Regions from separate parts of the Mus musculus genome. Here region 1 is linked to region 2. Evidence: chromatin contacts called from public HiChIP or PLAC-seq data. All regions are on one chromosome and are shown on one strand. Each heading gives the region's core, a stretch centred on a gene start, on an enhancer-like site or on the middle of the called end of the contact. The rest is flanking DNA. Distances are from core to core; before and after follow the strand shown.

Region 1 (4,705 bases), core at 1,982-4,481, 110 kb before region 2:
GTTGCCCTCTGCTCTGAGTCAGGTCCTTACTTTTCTGGTTATGAGTAAGCAGAGAGTAGTTTACCTGACCTAGCATTTCACCTCAGCAGAATCACACAGAATCAGACCTTCTGGGTCCTGTCTGTTGTAGAGATGTATTCTGTGCATGAATAATTTGCTTATTGCTGTCTTGCTTATGGCGTTGTTGTGAGTTTTACTTATGGTGAATAAAGCTGGTGTAGGCATTTGCATATGCATCCTTTTTAACATTAATATAGTCAGCTTGTAAAATAACAGGTTTCATTGTGACAGCGCACACATATAAACATGTTTGCCTAATCCCCCCACTCTCCTTCCTCCCTTCTGTTTTCATGTCACATATATATGCTTATATTAATATGTACTTAAATCTGCATTCTACCTATGCAATGTTTTACTTCATCTCCCACACTGCCCCCACCCTTGGAGACTTTTCCTCTCCTTTTTAAATCACCGTCTACCTTATGTTATATAGGTGTTTAAATCTAGATTCTACATATGAGAGAGAAGGTGATATTTGTCTTTTTTTTTTTTTTAATCTGGCTTATTTTGCTTAACATGGTGATTGCTCCGGTTTCACCCATTTTCCTGCAAATTACACGATTCTATTCTTTTTGAGGCCAAATAAAAGCTCTGTATACATATTACATTTTCTCTCTGCATTCCTTGGTTGTGTGTATCTAGGCTGGTTCTGTGTGTGGGCTGCCATGAAGAGTACAACAGTAGATATTGCATAAGTGACTCATGATAGACATATATTTTTCCTAGTAACTGGGCCATAGTGTAAGTATACATTTAGCTTTATGTGAAGTGCCTAAGTCTCTTTCTGAAGTGCTTTGGCCTGCTTTGCATTCATACCACCACTGTGTAAGAATTTTACACAGCCACACTTTTGCCAGCCCTTTGTGTGGTCTAGTGGATTTACAGCACAATCTCACTGAGGGACTTGGATGATTTTTTTCCAAAAATCCCCCAGTCCCCGGGAGAGCTTCCTGGAGCTCTGGTGCAGCTGGCTCTCCTCTGGGTTGTCACTTATTCTTCACAAATGTGGCTGTTTATGGGCAGAAGAGAATCATCATGGCGCTAGGCTGATAGTAATGATGACCTCCAGGCTTGCAGAGAAGAGTAACCACAGCCCACTTGGATAGTGCTCCCTGCCAAAGAGGATCAGTAATACATCATTTGCAAACTTAGAAAGGAGGTCTGTAAAGCTATACATAAAAAATTATATAACCATTGACATCTGTGGAAATCTGGCTGTATCCCTGTGGCTTTAGTGCTATAGTTTAAAATAATTTGGAGGAAGAAAAAAAAGAGCTATGAGAAAAAGGGGGTTAGCCAAAGGAAGGAAAAATGTATTTGGAGCTTGCTCTAGTTAGAATCAATGACCTCAGAAGGGCTATGTGTCCAAGGCTTGGTTCCTCTACGCTCCTTTTGGAGGTTTGGGGTCATTAATAATGTGTCCTGAATGGAACCCGGCTGCTCAGTCTCTTTTCTTTATTTGATTTTCTGGCTTGTGATATAAGTGGGTTTTCCCCTACTCTCCTGCTATGATGAGCTGTCCTCAACCAAGGCCCAAAGACTGGAACCATCTAGTCTTGAACTTGACTATCTAGGGTCATAAGCCAAAATAAACCTCTAACACAGACACACACACACACACACACACACACACACACACACACATTAGCAACCACAAAAAAAGCTGACTAATACAGGGACCCTCAGATACAGGAACCCTTGGAACTGGCAAGGACACAGACTGTTTCCAGTTCTGGCATCACTATCTACAAAACAATCAGTTGGTCAACTATTTGTTCCACACTTTCCTGATGATTATGAACCAATTTTAAAATGTGGTTTATTGGCCACGTAGATACATAATTTTGTGATGGGCCTTGTTCACATCTTTTGGTCAAGGTTATAAGCTGTTCTAGGTAGGATCAGATTTTCTGTTGAGTTGTAAGAGTGCTAGATACAAGCCTTTTGGCAAACGTGTGCTGCAAAAATCATTTCCTGACCGGGCTATCCTATCTATTTCGATGCTGTCATTGGGCAAGGAGACGTTTTAAATTTTGATGTAGTCTAAGACTCTTTCCTCTTCTGCCTGATGCTTTTATGTCCTAAGGCTCTTTGTCTATCCCTAAACTATGCAAGTATTCTCTCCTGCATCGTTCTGTAAGCTGTGTGGAAACTGATGCCCTTTAAACTGGGCTCTTTGAACTCTAGAAGGGCCTAGGGGAGAAAAGATGAGGTCTGCCAAAAGGAACCCTTGACTTCACCCTCCTCCCCTTCTCCCCTCCTCCCCTTCCTCTCTTCTTTTCTACCTCTCCTCCTTCCCCCCTCCCCTCCTCCCTTCCTTCCCTCCTCCCCTCCTCTCCTCTTTCCTACTTCTACCTCAGCTGACACTGCCCCTCTGCCTTCTATGGATTGAGGATGTAACTAAAATTTCACTGAACAGGAAGATCTCCACTCTGCCCTTAGCCATCCCACTGATCTGTCCAGTCATCGAAGACAGGCATGGCTTGTATTGTTTTCCTTTACATCATCATCAAGGCACATTGTCTGGGAGAAAACACTGTAAAAAAAATTAATTGAAAAACCAAACCAAATATGGACTGAGAAGAGGGACTGTATTCAAGTTATCTCAGTGTTATATAAGATGCCATTCTGAGCATCCCATCTGGGTCGGCCCCATGAAGGGAGACAGGCTCCCGGTAAGATGAGCTCAGAGACCTTCGCCTATGCTCCATGGGCAGCAGGAATAAAAACCATCACTTCTACTTACATAACCTTTCCTATTTATAATCTCCTTTCCTATATCGCATCTTTTAAAAAGGAGCTTCAACAGTAAAAGCCCTCTTTCCCTACTCACAAAGACAAGCAAAAATACCCACAAGAATTTCCAATATACGGAACAATAGGGAAAGGTGGTGGCAGGCCACAGTTTCAACTGAAAAAGAATTGTACCAAGTAAGGGGATGACGGGTCTATGCCCCTGGGCCTCCCTTTAGCCAAATCCCAACTAATGCATGAGAGCTCTCAGCCTCATCTCTTCTGGGTGAGGACATCATCTCAGTGTCCCCTTCCCCCAGGACAGCAGTGTGGCCGTTCACTAAGGGCAGGGATATTACACATAAGTCTCATAGTTACTGCCTTTTCAAAATTCACAGACACCACCCCCACCTCTGAGCGAGACAGGCAAGCGTGACCCCAGACAGGACATGACACTTCCTGTCTGTGGCGGTCAGCAACTCCTACCTCCATCACTCACTCCACCCCCACTCCTGGTTTCTTCACTCCCAATTTCACTGTTTATCTCTATTTAACTGCAGCTGACCTAAGAAGCTGACGTGATTATATTTCTTGTCTGGAAAATGAGTATTTGGACACATTCAATGGTTGGATAATAAGTTGTGTTTAGGTATACAGAAACATAGCCTGTGCCTAACACATAGAATGTGCTCAGTCTCTGTCTCTGTGATGAAAATAACCAGCACTGTTCCCTCGGGCGTCTTGTCTGTCTCACAGGCCTGATCTCAGTTTTGTTTCTGACCCAGACTAAGTTCTTCCTTTAGGAAAAAGGAGGTAATTTTCCTGAAGCCACGACTAACAACTGTTGTTAACTTGTTTCTGGTATTTGGGTCAGGGTCTCACTTATCAGGCAGGATGGCTTGGAACTTGTTATGTTACCTAGGCTGTACTTGAAATCCAAACCCTTGTGCCTGTCTCCTAAGTTCTGGGACTGCATGTGTGCACTGGACCTAACTAAGACTGAAGCCTGTCTTAGTTAGGGTTTCATTGCTGTGAAGAGACACCATGATCACAGCAATTCTTATAAAGGAAAACATTTAGCGGGGGCTGGCTCATAGTTTCAGAGGTTTAGTCCATTATTGTCATGAAGCATGGTGGCACACAGGCAGACACGGTGCTGGAGAAGGAGCTGGGAGTTCTACAGCTCGATTCTCAGACAGCAGGAAGGGACTGCCACACCGGGTATAGCCTGAGCATCTGAGACCTCAAAACCCAGTGACACAAGGCCACACCCACTCCAACAAGGCCACACCCACCCCAACAAGGCCACACCTACTCCAACAAGGTCACACCCACTCCAAAAAGGCCACACCTCCTAATAGTGCGACTCCACATAATCCTATAGGAGCATTTTCATCCAAACTATCACAGAGCCTAACACTTTTTAAAAGCCCCTCTTTCCATTTCACACCCATGTGTGTTCCCAGAGCTTCTTTCCACTGAACTCCTTCTTCTTCTTCTTCTTCTTCTCCTTCTTCTTCTTCTTCTTCTTCTTCTTCTTCTTCTTCTTCTTCTTCTTCTTCTTCTTCTTCTTCTTCTTCTTCTTCTTCTTCTTCTTCTTCTTCCCAGGCCTGTTCTTGGTGTCTCTTCCCCTTCATTCCCGCCTGACACACAGGTTGAAGACAGTAGGCTCAGACCACATGCCTTGTCACGTCTGAATTGTATACAGCTCAGGGAGCATGGATGGAAGCTAGTGACTTCCCCCAGCCACCCAGGACAGAACCTCACCCTTCATTTCTTTTGTCCCTTTGTGACTGGCTGAAAGCATGAGTCAAACTAAATTTTTTTTTGTCCCCATAAGTTGTTTCTTAAAGTATTTTAGTCACAGTGTCAGAAGAAATCACCAGTACCCCAGGCTGTACCATTCAAGCCT
Region 2 (4,975 bases), core at 2,389-4,888:
TGTTCATCTTACAAAAGACAGGAATCAGGGGGAAGAGAAGGAATCAGGAGGCGGATGTAACCTTCAAAAGCAGCTATGATCGGCTTTCTCTGGCTAAGCCCCACCTTTGAAAGCCTCAATAGCTCCCAACACGGTACCACCAACTGTAAATCAAGTGTGAACACTTCCCATACTCAAACCAAACCTCCTCACAACTGAGAAGCTGGTAATACTTGCGTAATCAAAATGAAGATTCTCGTTGATTAGCTACAGAAATATAATTGAAGAATCTCAAGGTTGATATAGATATATTTTTGTGATAGTGGTAAGCCTATTGTTCTGTACTTTATCGACAACCCCAAAATGTTACTAGGTAATTTTTATGTTGCCTCATTATGAGGGATGGACACAAAAGACTAAGTCTTGGTCAGATGAACTGTCTGTAAGATAGTGTTTCTCAACCTGTGGGTCGCAACCCCTTTGCAGGTCAAACAACCCTTTCATAGGGCTCATCTAAGACCATCAGAAAGCACAGATATTTACATTATAATTCATAAGAGTAGCAAAATTACAGTTATGAAGTAGTAACAAAAACAACTTTATGGTCAGGGGTTACCACATCTTGGGGAACTATATTAAAAGGTCACAGCATTATGAATGTTGAGAACCACTGCTGTAATAGAATTAAGAGAATTCCCCTAAATATTCAAGTTAGGAACCAAATCATCATATATAACTCTGTATTGTAAGCATTGGGAGGGTATCAAGAGGTTCAGAGCCTATAGGTAGGTACTTTGCGTTTGATCTATAAAAGCTTTGAATTTGCTATAACCCAAACCTCCATATTTTCCAAAGCAATGTCATTCAAAGAAATAAATAATGTGAGCCACGTATGTGATTTCAAACTTTCTAGAACCATATTGGAATAGGCAAATTAATATGAATTTAATTCATATTTATTAATTTAAAGGTGAGAGGAGAGGATGGAGGGTTGAAACAGTAACAGAATGCTATGCTGGTGACATCAGAGAAGACTGTGAGGGAGTAGAGGGTCACACTTCCACCTACACTGTAGTTTTGCAGGGAACCATTTCTCATGCCTAGCTTACACCTCTGTTCACAACAATGGTGCCAGTTGTGATTATTGTCTTCTCTGACTCTTCAGGCTCCACACTCACAGAAGACTCGCTGGAAGCCAGCTCACCCGATTGTCTGGCAGCTTCATGACTGATCCTGATGGCCAAGGACTTCCCCATACAATGTCACAGACGATAACCTCAGGAGCCTGTATCTGTTCTTTCTACCCCAAAACGAATCCTCTGTTTTTCATGTTGCTGCCACGAGTCCACAGAGTGCCTGTGATAGGGGTCAGGGGGTCATACAATGTTCCCCAAACTCTATCCCATTACTTCTGCCATTAGTTTTACCCTGTCTATATACCATCTTTCATTTTCTTTAATTAAATTCTCTCTCTTTTTTTATAAAAACACCCATACAAAAGAAACTGTAAATCACTACTAAACAGTAGCATTTGCCATAAGTAAATAGTTCCCCTACCCGGGAGGTTAAACACACCTTTAATCCTAGCACTCTGGAAGCAGAGGCAGGCTGATCTCTATGAGTTCAAGGCCAGCCTGCTCTAGAGATCGAGTTCCAGGACAAGCAGGGCTACACATAGAAACCCTATCTGAAAAAAAAATTTTTTTAAATCTCCCCTAAATATAATCCCACTATTAATTTTAAATGGCACACATGCATCACCTAAGGCCAATTACCACTAAGTAGGAAATACTGGGTTAAGGGCCCATCTAAAAAGTACCTGCTAAAACATGAGTATCAGAGAGAGGATAGAGAGCACACACAGAGTTAGCTGTGAGCATCACATGAACAGGAGACTGCTCCCAGACAAGGGTTCTCATCCTCACTAGACGGAAGAAACACAAATGACCTAAGAAGCAGTTTCCAAATCCAAGTCTCTGGTCTCACACAAGATTTAGCAGAATGGGCGTGGACCATGGTATCTGTTTTCCTAAGCTCCTCGGGCAATTAGGATGATGAGTCAGCAAAGCAAACTTCAGGTGACTCTGGGAGGGCCAGCAAGAATGGCTTATAGGTAAAGGTGCTTCCCACCAAGTATGGAGACCTAAACTTGATCCCCAGGACCCACATGGTAGAAGGAAGGAAGGTCGACTCCTGCCAGATGTCCTCTGAACACAGTGTGTGTGTGGGAATCTGAGCCACAGTTAGCTCCATCAATGTTCTGGGGATTGCAGTATCCAGATAAACACAGCCTAACACAGCGATCATTCCACATAAATGCAGCAACAAAATCAGTCCTCTGTGGATAATTGTAAATAAACCACACAGCCCTAGAGAGGGGTGTTTTTCCTCTTTCACAAAAGATAAACAGGGCATGTGTTTTTTTCTTTTGGATAGGGGAGGCTGTACAAATGTCTACTTAGTCATGAAAAAGCTATCAAAGAGATAAGACCTTGAAGGTTGGTGTAAAAAGGAAGCAGAGTGGCTGTGGATTGCTTTCCAGTAGAATGGAGTGAATCAGGACAGGCCTCATAGGGATAAGAGAATTCCTAAGCCAGGCAGTGGTAGCACACACCTTTAATCCCAGCACTCGGGAGGTAGAGGCAGGTGGATCTTTATAAGTTTGAGGCCAGCCTGGTCTACTGGTCTTCAGGGCGAGTTCCAGGACAACCAGGGCCACAAAGAAACCCTATCTTGGGGGGGGGATAATTTCCAACAAAAATCCTCCAATAAAGTCTTCTCTGTCCATAGAACAAGCAGGAGGCAGACTTCAGCTGGAGCCTGTCTTGAATTTAATATGTTTTCTGGAACACATTTCTCTCACAACAAATACTGTAGATGACTGTGCAGTCAGCTTCTACTATACCCTCTAATGGCCCTTGCCTCCATGTAATTTTTGCTTGTTATTCAGCTTTCTGTTGCTATAATAGAGACCCGAGGGCCGGCCAGATAGCTCAGTGGGCAACGCATTCACTACACAATCCTCATGGTCTGAGTCTGATGCCCAGAAGGTGACTACACAAAACTGTTCTCTGATCCCCACATGCTCACCATCACACACACACACACACACACACACACACACACACACACACACACACACCACATACACAAAATAACAATTTCTTTAAGCGTCAAGAAATCAAGGCTATAAACAGGAAAGGTTTAAATGACTCACAGTTTTAAAGCTTCCAGATTGTCCTGGGTCTGTGATGATACATCATGGCAGAAATGGACAGAGGAACGAATCTGCTCACCTTATGACCAAGAGGCAGAAGAGAAGGCAAGCAAAGATTGAGGGCCCTCAATCCCCTTCTGAGGGTTGTGCCCTCAGAGACAGGAAGACCTCCCAGGGGGCATCTAAACCCTCTACCACTTCCTAACTGTGTCACAAGCAAGCTTCCACCTTTGAACCTCTGGAGGATACTTAAGATACAAACTATAGCTGTGACTCTGGAATCCTCTTTACTGTGGCATGGACGGAAGACATTGACTTGTTTTTAGATCACAGAACACAATAAAAGGGTTACAAGTTCTAATACTGTGGCCAGCATCCTGCTCAACTAGCTCTCCCTTCTCCGGTTCTTTCTGCTTGCTCACTTTGACAAACCTATCTTCCACATCATGTGATAGGCTGCAGAGAAGCTGGTGTGACAACGGACCACGGGAAGCACATTACTTCCTGTGCAATAGACTAAATTACTTTAAAGCTTGAGCCTCAGCCAACAGAAAAGTATTCTCTCAGCTCTGGAAGCCAGGAAGATAGAAATCCATTCCTCTTCAGCAAGATCAAGATGCTGACAAGGTTGCTTTGTGGGGGCGGGGGGAGCCTCTAGGGTACTTTTGCTTTTTTAGCCTTCAAGTGTCCGTCCACACCCTGACACTCATGGCTCCAACTCTCCAGTCTCTTCCTTTGTAGTCGCGTCACCTCCCTTCTGTATCTAATCGCCCTCTGCCTCCCACATAAGGCCACTTCTGGCAGAGAAGAACCCTCTCCGATGGTTCAAAGTACTTTCCTCATCTCAAAAGCATTAGCACGAGGCTTAGGCTGTGCTCGGTGGAAATGCACTTGCCTGGTATCACAACGGCATGGCTTCTATCGTCAGCACAAAAATAATTGTCATCTCATTCTTTAAAAAAAAAAAAATCCTACATGATAGCATGGTGGCACATGTATTTACTGCAGCAAGAAGACCCTTTTTTAAATACAGCCATTAAAGACGCCATTCCCACAGTGCAGAGATTAGCCCTGCTATCTTTGGAAGTCATTATCCAGGAGCCTGCCATGGTTCCTGGCCAATAGGCGGGAACAAAGGCTGTCCAGTACCACTGAGAGCTCGGAAGCAGATGGATCCCCTGGAATTGACTGCATCCAGCAGCATCTTCAGCCACAACACCACAGAACCACACTAAGCAATACTCAGATTCTTGACCCAGAAAAACTAAAACATATTTATTATTTTTTTTAAGCAACTAAGTGTTGGGAAATTTTGTTACACAATAGCAGATAACTAATAACCGCTTTGCTCAAGGTTCATACAAAGCTAATGCTTTATGTATACATTGTATTACAAGAATACAGGGAGGGGGAGGGGATAGGGGATTTTTGGAGGGGAAACTAGGAAAGGGGATAACATTTGAAATGTAAATTAAAAAAATATCTAGTTAAAAAAAAAAAAAAAGACTTGCCGGGGCGGTGGTGGTGTAACCTTTAATCCCAGCACTCGGGAGGCAGAGACAGGTGGATTTCTGAGTTCGAGGCCAGCCTGGTCTACAGAGTGAGTTCCAGGACAGCCAGGGCTACACAGAGAAACCCTGTCTCGAAAAACAAAATAAAACAAAAACAAAAACAACCCCCCCCCAAAAATTAAGAAAACAAACAAACAAAAAGAATACAAGCTACAGAATTAGAAAAAGCCCACACACTGGGCCTATCTAAGTGAGTTGGCTTAACTTC

What was found. HiChIP or PLAC-seq counts read pairs in DNA pulled down with a chosen protein or histone mark.
Region 1: a contact with region 2 is called in an H3K27ac HiChIP or PLAC-seq map of the HPC-7 cell line, with 6 times the contacts expected there. The contact joins two enhancer-like sites. A contact is called at or near these places in 1 of 15 datasets of contacts at CTCF or cohesin (CD8 T cells), 1 of 484 Hi-C or Micro-C datasets (embryonic stem cells), 6 of 115 datasets of contacts at active chromatin or transcription factors (the 230-238 cell line, CD8 T cells, the HPC-7 cell line and 3 more) and 1 of 9 other capture datasets (embryonic stem cells).

Annotation. Positions count from the first base shown.
Region 1 is chr1:153,708,162-153,712,866 of GRCm38.p6, reverse strand. No RefSeq gene overlaps it. Among named protein-coding and RNA genes, the nearest start is that of C230024C17Rik, 27 kb to the left of the region's middle. Within about 2 kb of position 3,231, at least 20 of the 459 cell types and tissues checked have an H3K27ac peak or open chromatin away from gene starts, as enhancers often do. A contact at or near this core is called in the 230-238 cell line, CD8 T cells and the HPC-7 cell line, where this site is marked.
Region 2 is chr1:153,601,449-153,606,423 of GRCm38.p6, reverse strand. No RefSeq gene overlaps it. Among named protein-coding and RNA genes, the nearest start is that of Rgs8, 49 kb to the left of the region's middle. Within about 2 kb of position 3,638, at least 41 of the 459 cell types and tissues checked have an H3K27ac peak or open chromatin away from gene starts, as enhancers often do. A contact at or near this core is called in the 230-238 cell line, CD8 T cells and the HPC-7 cell line, where this site is marked.